Linked DNA regions of Mus musculus: regions 1 and 3 are each linked to region 2. Evidence: chromatin contacts called from public HiChIP or PLAC-seq and capture Hi-C data. All regions are on one chromosome and are shown on one strand. The core of a region is the stretch at or near the end of the contact, and the rest is flanking DNA. Distances in the headings are between cores, read along the strand shown.

Region 1 (3,987 bases), core at 218-2,717, 110 kb after region 2:
TGAGGTTGGTGAAAAATTTAAGCCCATGATGTAGAGCAATGTTTAATGTATCAGGTATCTAGAGACGTTCCGTTCCCTCTTCACTCTTGTGTCCCATTCCTCACACATTGCATCAGCACTGAAGCCTTCAGTCTCTGACTTTGGACAGGTGAGCTCTTACAGTAAGTTAGTTTTCATTCCTAGGGTCGTGAAGTGATTACTAAGAGTCTGCTTTTCAGCTCTTTTCCTCCTCTCCTCATAAAGAATTCAGACCTTTGAGGCCATACAGGCAAATATTAAAGAAGTTAAGGAAGCTGTGTGCTGACTTCCAGCGTGCTCACACAGGTTTTAGTGACAATTTCCTGTGGGACACAGGTTAATTATATGTGAAAGCTCTGTCCTCTGTCTTGGAATGTCACTAGGTGGGAAAACTGCTGGATATTCAGTACCTTAGTACTCGGGTACCCTTTGGGCCTTCAAGTGTAATGTGAATTTAATAGGTCAGAAGTTTTTATAGGACTCTGCAGCACTTTTTGAGCAGAAGATAACCATTTGGACTAAGATATGTGAGTGCTCTAGTAAGCCACTTCTGGAGGCTCACAATGGGTCTTTCAGGATTGTGTTTCCCTGAAGTATGTGGAGGCCAGCTCTGCTCCAGGAGCATAGCACAATGATCTACTTTAAAACAGAGGCAGCCCATGTTTCTTGAAGATCTCCTGGCCTGTGCTGCTGTTGTATGTCTTTTCAGTGTTGTTTATATGGGTCTGATTAGATGCTAAGAAAACTGGAAATGAAAGCTGACCCCAAATCTAAAACAATGTTTTAAAGGGATATATAGTTAATTTTATTTGCAGTACATAGGAAGTAATCCTTTTCTCAAAGGACATTTAAAAATACCTTTAAGTAAGTAGCTAGCTCCCTTTGTATAATCATCTCTTCAACTAATGAGCTCAAATGTTACCATATAAAAAGTTTTACTGCCATGAAGGAGGAATAATGACTTACTCCTGCTCTGGGAGCTTGCAGACAAGAGTGGTTTTGTGGGCAGGGGTCTCATCAAATTCCACCACTACTCCAGTTTTTGAGAATGTGGATGTGCACCTTGGCTGCTCAAATGTTGTTCCCACTGAGCACTTTGTTCTCAACTCACACATCAGAGGAGAAAGTATTTGGACATGGGTGTGACCTCAAGGCTGTTTGTCCTCTAAGCACCTGTTGAGATAACTATTTGGTAGCATAGTGTTTTATATCAAGTCAATCTGCTGCCCACCTCCACTTCAGCCATTATGACTATGTGCAATATGGGCATGGAGAAATGTCTTCTGCGTTCTGTAGTTCATGAGGTTTTTGTGCCTTTTAGAACCACTTCATGTTAGATTATTTCCTTGAGTCATCAGCAAGAAGATAAATACTTCTGAGTTAAAGGTGTTAACTGCTATTGGGATGTTTACAGCATCATCAGTGCCTTAGTGGTATGCCACATACTTCCTGTCTGAATCCAGGGCATCTTGATAGCAGAGAATAGTAAGACCCCTTTGTGACTAAACTACTGTCATTCCTCTCCTACCACGCTTGACCTTTAAAGAGGTAAGAGAGTGTTGGCCCTGCTCTGTCTACTTGTATCAACAGATATCTGTGGTAAGTTAGAATGTTTTGAATGCCTGTCTGCGTCTATGACTGATTAATTTGCAAACCTGTCTCACATGTCTTCTATGGCAGTTCCATTTAATCCACTTGTCTTGACTGCCATGTGCCCATAGCTAGTAGGGCCCTGCATTGTAGCCTCATTGCAGTGTCTGCCCAACAACATGTTATAAGTGACTAAACCTTAGATGGATCCCTTTATGCCTTTATGATTTGTCATCGTAGTCCTTGTAGAGTTATGGACACTTGGGCTGTTCTAAGACATCTACTCATAGGTGACAAGACTTCATGGAAAGCACTATATTCTCATCCATAGCACACTGATCATGAGCAATGAGTTAGCTTATCTGAAAAGAAACAAGCCCAATTAGGAAAGTATGGATAGATATGTGGGGAGGTTGATGGTTTTATCTCAATAATAGAGACAAAAAGAGGCTGTTATTCATCTGGCAATACCTTTGCAAAGCTCCCCTTACACAACTCCACTCTTTTTTCTGTTCTTCCCCTTTCTATACATTCCAACCAGACCTCTGAGGCCTCTCTTCCTGAGCTTGCCCTACCCCAGGCCCCCCTCCCTAGTATGTTAAGACCAGTACCAGAAAATCTTAACATCCCTTTCTCCTGTAGCTTCTATGTAAGAAGCCATTCAGCTACCTCCAGATTTCATTCCTTACTCCAGATTAAATCAAGGAGTTTCCTGTCTGACTCAGATTCTGATGGAAAGAGGAGCAAGAGTGACTCCATCAAATATTTAGGTGTTTGAGTTGCCTTGATATATCTTACTTCATCTGTTTCCTATAGACTATTTTCAGATGTCCTGGGATAAGCAGCCCCACTTCAGGCTTCACTCTAGGGTGACAATGCCAAATGTTTTGTGTCCTTTGAAGGGTATGAGGGCTGCTACTATCAGAATAGGGTTGAATGGCATGTTTTGTCCTGTATGTGGCCTTTGCTAATCCTCCATGAGGCGGGTATTTATCTCGATATAATGCGTTTTCAGCTCCGAACATCTCTGGGGAAAGGGAGAGCCTTCATTCGCTACTCTTTGGTGCACCAGAGGCTGGCAGACACCTTGCAGCAGTGCTTCATGAACACTAAAGTGACCAGGTAATTGCAAGTCTGTGCCGGACTTAACCTCATAGCACTGATAAACAGAAATTGTGTCCGCCAAACCAGAATGTTAGTGGCAGGTGCCTCTTGTTTCTTTCTACATCCATTATTCTTTGTACTTCTTACCCATCTTTGAACATGTAGGCAAAAGTGAGAAAGAGGGGAAGGCTATCTTTTTCTAGTTCTCTCATGTGCTCAACTATGACAGTAGAGCTTAGAGCCAAATCTCTTAACTCCTAATGCCATGTGTCTTTCCCTGGTGGGTAGTAGCTCACTGGGGCCAGTGTTCCTTTGCCTCCCAGAAGAATTACCTGTCAGATTTTCCTTCACTTACCTAAGCCTCCACCTACCACAGAGTCAGTACCCATCAGCATATCAGGGCTCCTTGGAGACCGAAGAGCAACTGCTGTGAATCTAGGTTGCTCACATGTCAGCCTTTGTACCTCTTAAGTGTGACGGCCTCACCAGGAAACAGTAAAGGAAGGAGAGAGGTGGGCCTGAGTAGATGAAGGTAAGAGGGCATCAGATAAAGATGTAGATCTGGGGCCAAGAGGCCAGACACCTTTGGCTTGCCCAGCATTCCTTTTCTAGCTCTACTCTGCTTCTCCCTAGAAATTTGAGTTAATGAAAGAAAGCACTTTTGAATTAAAAACTAACAGGAAAAATCTTTAGCTTTATTTTGTCACCTTTAAGGTTGATTTACATAAAGGAATAGTTCTTATACCTGTGACAGACTTGTGAGTTAAAAATATTTGTACATTTGATTTGAAGAGTGTATTGCTCTAGGTATTTGGTAAACACTTTGGTATCATAGACCACATATATCAGCCTGGTAGTTCTTTTAACTCATCAGTACTATCTTTTTAACTTCTTACTGCTTCATGTCAAATGAATAAATGTGCATATATTTCTTCTTCTTTTTTTTTTAAAGATTTATTTATTTTTTATTATATGTAAGTACACTGTAGCTGTCTTCAGACACACCAGAAGAGGGAGTCAGATCGCGTTACGGATGGTTGTGAGCCACCATGTGGTTGCCGGGATTTGAACTCAGGACCTTCAGAAGAGCAGTCGGGTGCTCTTACCTGTTGAGCCATCTCACCACCCCCATGCATATATTTCCAAATAGACATTTGTTCTTTGGCTTTTAATTTCATGTCTGAATAGAAATTAGAAATGAGTCCAGTGTGTCACATTGCATTCTGTGAAAGCTAAGGTTATCTTCCCAAAAGGAAATATCCTGTCTCCTGCAGT
Region 2 (4,283 bases), core at 1,191-3,690:
TTCTCAATCAGTCAATAAGCAAATAAATAAATATTATCAAGGAAAAAAAAAGATGGTGGTATAGCTCCTTGCTCTTGGGAGAAGTGGGAAGGAACTCAGCATATTGTCTAAATAACACTGTCTATTTATTCTATATCTTAAACTTACTCACACCTTTGACCAAGAGCATCTCTTCTAGAAATAATTCTAAAGAACTAGTCAGAGATATAACCTGTATAATAATATTAAATGTTCTGTCAACATTCATATTGAACATTGGAGACAGAAACACTGCCTAACAACAATACATATGAGCTATGATATACTCATATATTGAACTAGGATATTCATCAAAATTTTTGGAGAGTTTAAAAAGTGTGGAGAAACTCATACAATACAATGCCAAGTGATAAAAATGGAAAACAGACAGCTTCATTTCTGTTTTACTAAAAGACCAGAAATACCTCACACTATAACTGGTTCCTGCTGACTTATAATGGATGAAATTCTATTTTATTTTATTGCATTTCTCCAACTTTCCTATATTAATTATATAAAAATAATTTTAATGGTAATTATACAATGTTTCACACATCTAACACTACCGGAAATATTAACAGATATCTACTAGGTCTGAATTTGTAATACACATTAATTTCAGATTGACTATATATTTAAACATGAAGGCAAAATGGTGAAAGTGTGAGGATATAGATGACCCTCTATGATCTCAAGACAGGAAGGGTGCTCTTTAACAAGACATAGCTTCAAATCATTGCCTAATAAGCCAACTTAAAGCTAATGGTTTAAAGCTCAATTAATTATTATCATTAACAGTTATAAAGTTCATCATGTGAGCCAAGCTTAACTGGGCAAGCAGTTCTGTGGTCTTTCGCTGAACCCACTCATGAAGCACCATCTAGTCTCAGGTTAAGTGAGGCTGACTATTGGTGGGGCAATAGACATCTTAGTTACCATCTTGCAGGCTTATTTGACCTTGTCGACAAGGTGGCTGTTAGATTCCAAGAATACAGAGGCATGATGCTTGCCTCTGTGCTCAGAGCCAGCACAGCATCATTTCCATCTTTGACAGCCGGGAACAAGAGACCTAGGCTAAATTCCCATGGTCACAGGGTGATTCGGACCTACCTCCTTATGGGTTTACCTTTCAAAGATAATGACTCCCAAACCCTGAAAGCATACCAGATGGCAAAAAAAGCCTCTTAGCTTTTACGAATATTTAAGGACAAGTCAGTGGGCTAACAGAAGAATTCCTGACTTCCCAGGGGAATGTTCCAAGAAAGGAAAAGGGAAGATGCCTTTCTTTCCATTTGTACACTGGAAATTTTACTGTTTTAAATTTACCCTAGCACATGATAATGAGATAAAAGCAGTGATTAAGGTATGAGTCTGTGTCCTGGGTCTGTGGAAAATTACCACCATTCAGATACCAGAAGGAATCACCTGGGATCAGGCAAGGCACTGATCTTCAGAAGATAAGATGGAGGACTGCTGTCCTAAGGACCATCTTGCTCAGAAAGGCAGGAGGTAGGTGGTTCTAGAATGTTCCAAGTATGCTTTGGCAACATCTCTGGACAGGTAGTCTCAAGCACTCGAGCATGAGAAATGCTTTGCCATATGTGAGACCCACACTAGCCAAGCTTTGGGATCTTTTCTCATGGGCTCAGAATCCCCTTACTGGAGACTCTTCTTGATACCTAGGCTATAGTAAAACACTTACTTCCAGTAACAGAAAAACTGCAAACATTTTCAGTAAGCTTCTGCAAACCACAGAGGATGGCAACAACATCCCCTTTCTCATTTCAAATCACAAGTGACTATGAGGCAAGAGTGACCTGAGCCAAGGAAACATGCCTAAAGATAGACAGTTCCAGAACCTCCAACCAAGAGCAAGAGGCAGGTTGGCAGCAGATGCTTGAAGAATAACACAAAGCGGAGAGCAAGATTCAAAAAAAAAAAAAAAAACCACACACACACACGCACAGAAGCAGCAGAGACTGTCACTAACTAACAATTTATATTTTACCATGAAATAAACTTTAATATAAAACAAACTTTGAAAAAATGAAGATTTAAAAACACCATGGAAGACAATATAATTCTTTTTTAAAAAATACTAAATTTGGTATTACAGGCCTGTAATCGCCATACTAAGGAGGCAGGGTCAGTCATAAAGGACTCCAGAGGTAAAGGCAGGCAGATCATCCCAACTACATAGTTAGCTCAAGCTCAGCTGAGCGACTTGTACTTGAGCTCTTGTCTCCAACAAAAGAAAACATTTAATGAAAGAAAGAGAAAGAAGGGGAGAAGGGAGAGGAGGGATAAGAAGTCAACACTCTTTCAGAAGCCCAAACCAAGAACCAAAAAGGCGTCATGCCTTGCTTTGCAGAGTGCAGTCAAAAGCAGAACTAGACTATTACTAGCATCATCAACTGCTTTCCCCAGACACTGTAGATAGCAAGTAGGATGGAAAATGTAGACAGGAAACTGAGGGAACAGATTCTGAAGAGTGTGGCACTTTGCCATCAGTGGTATGTGTTTCAGGGTCCAGCTGTGGTTTTGTATCCTCCACTTCCTCCCTCTCAGGGTGTTCATATTCTGCTGCAAACTAGGCTGGAAGGATGAAGTGGAGTCTGGAATTGGCAGGATCTTAGTCCAGCTGGGCATCAGTCGGGGGTAGGGAGCTTCTCTGAGGATCTTCAATGAAGGATGGAGTTCTACAGGATCCCAGTCTGGTTGGGAGTGACGGGGTGGGACACAGGGTGAGGCTGTTCTAGGATCTTAAAAGTTACAGGCCTTTTAGACAAAGGCCTTCTCTGACAATCTTCAATTAAACAACTCTTAGCTTGTGTGCATACCTTTACGCGGGGCAGATTTGTACACATGCACCTTATTTGAGGTGAACCAGGGGGTATATATGGACTTTGGAGAGTGGGAAGGCAGTTTTTTAGGGTAAATGAAAATCACTGGCTAGAGTTTAAAGTTCTGTGAATGCCTCATTTGTATGGAGAGGCATTCCAGGAAACCCAGGTATGTGCTTGGCAAGTTTTTATGGGAGCTGGGGAGTTTGTAAGTCTGCCAGGGACTACTTCATCTTCCCAAGGTAGAGGCTGTGGGGATACCCAGACAAAGTCAGGGAAGGGGAAGCCCTACTGGTAAAGGAAGTTCTCCATTTTTCACCAAGCTCAGATAAGCCATCCAGTCATGATAAACTTTGACCTTACTTTGTGCTTCACTTCCTCTGCTTTCTTCCTCTCAGGGTATCCAGATGCTGCTGCACACAAGGCTGGAAGGATGAAGTGGAGTCTGGAATTGGCAGGATCTTAGTCCAGCTGGGAATCAGTGGAGGGTAGGGGGGCTTCTCTGAGGATCTTCAATGAAACAGCTCTCTGAGACAATTTTAGCTTGTGCATATACCTTCATTCAGGGTGGGCTTATACACTTACACTTTATTCAGGGTGAACCAAAGGTTATATAGTTTTAGGGAAAGGGGATGAGAATGTCCAAAGTGGGCAAATTTCATTGGCTGAAGGCTAAGGCTACTGAGATGACTCAGTTAACATGGAGAGTCATTCCAGAAGTCTCAGGTGAAGGATTACATGACATTCCTCAGGTAGTCAATGTGGGGTCTGGAATCTCCCAGGTAGAGAAGAGGAAGCCCTGATGACAAAGGGAGTGTCATTTTGCACCAAGCTCGGGGCTTTCCAGTAACATCAGACTTCAACCTTAGTAGCAGGGTTTCCTCCCAGCCATCAAGTCTGATGACCTAAGTTCAAATTCTATGGTGAAAGACTCTTGCCAGTTATTCTTTGACCTACACACAACACATCACATCACATCATATCATTCAAAGAGAGCACACATTAAAAATAGAAAATTTAGCACACACACGTTGACAATAACCAATAACTCTTTATAACAGTAGAGAAGTCATAGTTGATACTGAAAAACTAGCCAACTACCCAGGGATGCTGAAGCCATGGATCTCAAAGGAAAACCTACAACTGCAACCTTACTAAACCAGCATAATCCCTAATATTAAAAATATTTGTCCTTCTACACACAAGTGTAGTCCTCACCTCTCACAAAGGAAACTTCTTTTTGCAACAAAAGGAGATCATTACAGAAAATAAAAAAAAAAAACAATTAAAATGCAGAGTTGTGGAGCCCAGTATCAACTGATACATCTACAGTACAATTCCTGACCCTAAGACTCAGAGATCATTGCAGAAGAGGGATCAGAAAGATGCAGAGGAACAGTGATTTTACTATAAGATGCTGTC
Region 3 (4,031 bases), core at 18-2,517, 130 kb before region 2:
GACTTGAATAGCAGCTCAAAGAAAGCACAGGCTTTTCTCACTTATAGATTCATATAAAAGATTTATTCAGATCAATATCTGTTAAACCAGCATAGAAAAAAGAATGTGTATCCATTAAAAGTTTTCACAAGTATTTTGAAATGCCTAGTTGATACTTTTCCAAGATCTGTCTTTTATGCTTTTTCCATGATCATAATCTATAACTCAAAGGAAACAAAGGAAAAGTTTTGATACATAATCTTTTTGTTATTGTTGGGGTTTTTTCTTTGAGATAGGGTATCCTTGGCTAGCCTTGAACTCATGATCTTCCTGTCTTCAAATAAACTAATCTTCAAATAAACTAATCTTCAAATAAACTAATCTTCAAATAAACTAATATTACAAGCGTACAAAGCATACTCATGTGTTCTGTAGTAAAAAGAGAAATTCATCTTCCTTTGACATATTGTCTTAGTGTTTTACTGCTGTGAACAGACACCATGACCAAGGCAACTCTTATAAAAGACAACATTTGGTTGGGGCTGATTTACAAAGTCAGAGGTTCAGTTCATTATCATCAAGGCAGGAGCATGGCAGTGTTCAAGCAGGAGCTGAGAGTTCTACATTTCCTTCCCAAGGCAAACAGAAGACTGGCTTCCAGGCATAACTGGTGAGGGTCTTAAAGCCCATACCCGCGATGACACATTTAATCCAACTAGGCCACACCTCCTAATAGTGTCACTCCCTGGGCCAAGCATATTCAAACTACCACACATGCCAGGGCCTATAACACAGCAGTGTCATCCACAACTATTAAGGTAAAACCAGATTTTAGGGTAAAACCAAAATATTGGAAACAACATGGAAGATAAATAAGATGGGTTATACCTGGTATAGTACAGCCATGTTGACAAGAAAAGAGGGAAGGTGAAAACTAGGGCTCCAATTAAAAAGAGCAAAGTTAGTCTCATCAGGCTCCAGCTCCCATGAAAGACCTGTGAGGAACACCTGCCAGGAACAGTGTTGTACTTTCTGAAAACATTTTTTTTACTTTATAGATAGTTACACCTTTATACATACTACTACATCCAATTGTAACATACTGAATTGTGAGTAAGTTGGCTTCTAAGAAAGTCTCCACCTATTCTAGGAAGGAAACCACCACCAACAGCCCAAGGAATAAACAAGGGGAATAGAAATGATGGACAAAGGCTTCCACAGCCAGGTCTACCCATTGCTGCTCAGCTGAATCTGCCTTCCATTTTCAGGAGTATACTTTGCTTTTGCTTTCTCAGCTGCCAAAATAACTTTGATTGCTTGCTTGCTCTACCTGTGGCCCACATGGGTTCCTTTTTCAGGGTACAAGAAACAAGGCTGCTGTTGTGATTGGGATGGGAGGGAATTTGGAGAAGAGGCATGTCTCTCCCCATCCATAACACAAACCTCTCCTTCTTTAGTCCCATTATATTCCAATGTTTGTGAGTTCTATATCCTCAGATCCATATATCTTACATGCCACAGAAGGGAGGTGCTCATTTTGCCCTTCCTTACTAGAAGCCACAACTTGCTTTGAGCAGAAATGACTCACTTCCTCTGACCTCCCACTCCTTTTATGTCAAGGACTTAATCTAAACCGTCAGAATCATGAGAAATATGAAAACACTTTGCTATATGACTCTGATATCTTCAGCTTTAAACACTCTTGGAATGAGCCTACTAGTAAGGTATCCCACCTGAAGTAGATTCTGTTTAGACCTCGGCCTTCACAAAGCATAATTAAATGAAAAAAAAGGAAGTTATTACTCCAATACCAGGAATAAGGAACTGGTTTGTAGCATACATTTAGTAATGTATCCAACATCTATTTTTTCTTGTTCTAAAATTATGAAATTACCCAATTTGTATCTCTTTCAGTAATGAATTTGTTCATGCTGAGAACTGAAACACTACAAAGAAAGAGATGTAAGACTGTCTAGTCTCAAAAAGTATGTTCTTTTTTCTTTTCTTTTTAAATTTAATTTATCTTTTACTTATTCACTTTGTGTCCCATCTACTGCCTCTCTTTTTTCACTCCTCCCACAAACCTTCCTTCCATCCTCCCCCCTTCTCTGATCAGGTGACGTCCCCCTGTGTATCCCCTCCCAAACTCCATTTTAGCACATTACATCTCTGAGGGGCTAGGTGTTTCCTCTCCCACTGAGGTCAGACAAGGCAGCCCAGCTAGAACATATTCTGTAGACAGGTAACAGCTCCAGTTGTAGTTGCTTGGAAACCACATCTGCTACATATGTTCAGGGAGGCCTAGGCTCAGCCTGTGTATGATCTTTGGTTGGTGGTTCAGTCTCTGAAAACCTCAAGGGTTCAGATCAGTTGACTCTGTTGGACTTCTTGTGGAGTTCCTATTCCCTTCAGGCCTGCAATCTTTCCCCCATTCTTCCATAAGAGTCCCCAAAGCTCTATCCACTGTTTGTCTGTGGGTGTCTTAATCTGCCTGAGTTGGCTTCTGGGTGAAACATCTCAGAGGACAGCCATGATAGACTCCTGTCTGCAAGAATAACAGTATCATTAAGTGTCAGGGATTGGCGCTTGCCTGTGGGTTATGTCTCAAGTTGGGTCAGTTATTGGTTGGCCATTCCCTCAGTTTCTGCTCCATCCCATGTTCCTGCATTTCTTGTACACAGGATAAATTTGGGGTCGAAAGTTTTGTTGGTGAGTTGATGTCCCTTTCATGCCACTGAGGTTTCTGCTTGGCTTCAGGTTCCATATCCTCAAAGCTGTGGGTCACAGCTAAGATCAGCCTCATTGATTCTTGGGCACCTCCCTTATTCCTGGTCTCTGTCACATCCTGGAGATGCCCCTACCCTGTCAGTTGCAGATTTCCATTCATTTTTATGGCCATCTGGCAATCTTTCCTGCCCCTTTCCCTTGATCCTGACACTGCCCCCATTCTCCTTCCCATCCCCTCTCTCACCCAGATCTCTCCCTCCATCTGCTTCTTATGACTATTCTTCCCCCCCCCTTCTGAGATTTAAGCATCCTCTATTGTGCCTTCCTTCTTGTTTAGCTTCTTTGGGTCTGTGGAGTGCATCATGGGTATCCTGTATTTTATGTCTAATATCCATTTATAAGTGAGTACATACCATGCATATCCTTTTGGGACTGGCTTACCTCACTCAGCATGATGTTTTCAAGTTATATCCATTTGCCTGAAAAATCTTCAACAAATACCACTAGTCTAACTGGATGTCTACATGTAGAAGAATGCAAATAGACTCCTATTTATCACCCTGCATAAAGTATGTTTTTGGATGAAAAGGGTAGGCTTAACATGGGAAGGGATAGCAACAGTGCTACAATTACACTCTTTGTAATAGAATGAAGTTTCTATTTATGCACAAGTTTGAATTATACATCAGTCACATTCAGAAAGGTTATTGATTCTATTTTTCTGTACTATGCTCATGTGATTTTTTTTTTCCTACCAGGTCTCATAGAGTAAGTTAGAAGTGCTCTCTACTGATGAATTTTTTTTTGAAGACTTTCTGAAAACTTGGTGTTTTCTTTAAAATAATTTGCTTATGTATCTTGCTCACAGGAAGGTTTTTAAATAACATTTTGGTTTCTTTTATAGATTTGGAGCTATTTATCACATTAATTTTTTGTGAGTTTTGGTTTTGGTATTTTTCAAGAAGTTAACTTATAGTTAAGTTACCTAATTTGTTCTAAAATTGCTCACAGCTTCCCACCAGTAAACCCTTTGGATTGAAGGATCCACAGTGATGTTGCTGCTTTCATTTCTAATTCCTGTATTTCTGCTTTTATATAGTTTAGGATAAATTAATCAGTTCAGCAAAAATATTGTCAGTTTCATTGATTATCTCAGAAAATCAGTTTTTTGTTTTACCAACTTTTATTTTGAGGTTTGTTTTTCAGCTCATTGACTTCAGATCTTTATCATTTCCTTTTTTCTGTTCATATTGGATTTGGTCTGACTTGTTTTTGTAATTTTAGGTAGAAGCCCTTTTCCTTCATAATATAGAATTTGTTACTAT

Evidence for each region. HiChIP or PLAC-seq counts read pairs in DNA pulled down with a chosen protein or histone mark. Capture Hi-C pulls out chosen DNA fragments and counts their contacts.
Region 1: a BATF HiChIP or PLAC-seq map of CD8 T cells shows a contact between it and region 2, with 9 read pairs. The contact joins two enhancer-like sites. A contact is called at or near these places in 1 of 15 datasets of contacts at CTCF or cohesin (CD8 T cells) and 1 of 115 datasets of contacts at active chromatin or transcription factors (CD8 T cells).
Region 3: a capture Hi-C map of bone marrow-derived macrophages shows a contact between it and region 2, with 4 times the contacts expected there. The contact joins two enhancer-like sites. A contact is called at or near these places in 3 of 39 promoter capture datasets (the 3T3-L1 cell line, embryonic stem cells and liver), 1 of 15 datasets of contacts at CTCF or cohesin (CD8 T cells), 10 of 484 Hi-C or Micro-C datasets (CD4 T cells, CD8 T cells, LSK cells and 5 more), 7 of 115 datasets of contacts at active chromatin or transcription factors (CD8 T cells, the HPC-7 cell line, effector CD8 T cells and 4 more) and 1 of 9 other capture datasets (bone marrow-derived macrophages).

The regions. Positions count from the first base shown.
Region 1 is chr9:123,833,536-123,837,522 of GRCm38.p6, reverse strand. It overlaps Fyco1 (FYVE and coiled-coil domain containing 1), which reads left to right. Exons shown (of 18, transcript NM_001110253.2): 5 at 2,624-2,730. Among named protein-coding and RNA genes, the nearest start is that of Gm51700, 11 kb to the left of the region's middle. Within about 2 kb of position 1,467, at least 20 of the 459 cell types and tissues checked have an H3K27ac peak or open chromatin away from gene starts, as enhancers often do. A contact at or near this core is called in CD8 T cells, where this site is marked.
Region 2 is chr9:123,939,733-123,944,015 of GRCm38.p6, reverse strand. No RefSeq gene overlaps it. Among named protein-coding and RNA genes, the nearest start is that of Gm51701, 17 kb to the right of the region's middle. Within about 2 kb of position 2,440, at least 117 of the 459 cell types and tissues checked have an H3K27ac peak or open chromatin away from gene starts, as enhancers often do. A contact at or near this core is called in CD8 T cells, the HPC-7 cell line, LSK cells and 5 more, where this site is marked.
Region 3 is chr9:124,066,102-124,070,132 of GRCm38.p6, reverse strand. No RefSeq gene overlaps it. Among named protein-coding and RNA genes, the nearest start is that of Ccr2, 34 kb to the left of the region's middle. Within about 2 kb of position 1,267, at least 112 of the 459 cell types and tissues checked have an H3K27ac peak or open chromatin away from gene starts, as enhancers often do. A contact at or near this core is called in CD8 T cells, the HPC-7 cell line, LSK cells and 5 more, where this site is marked.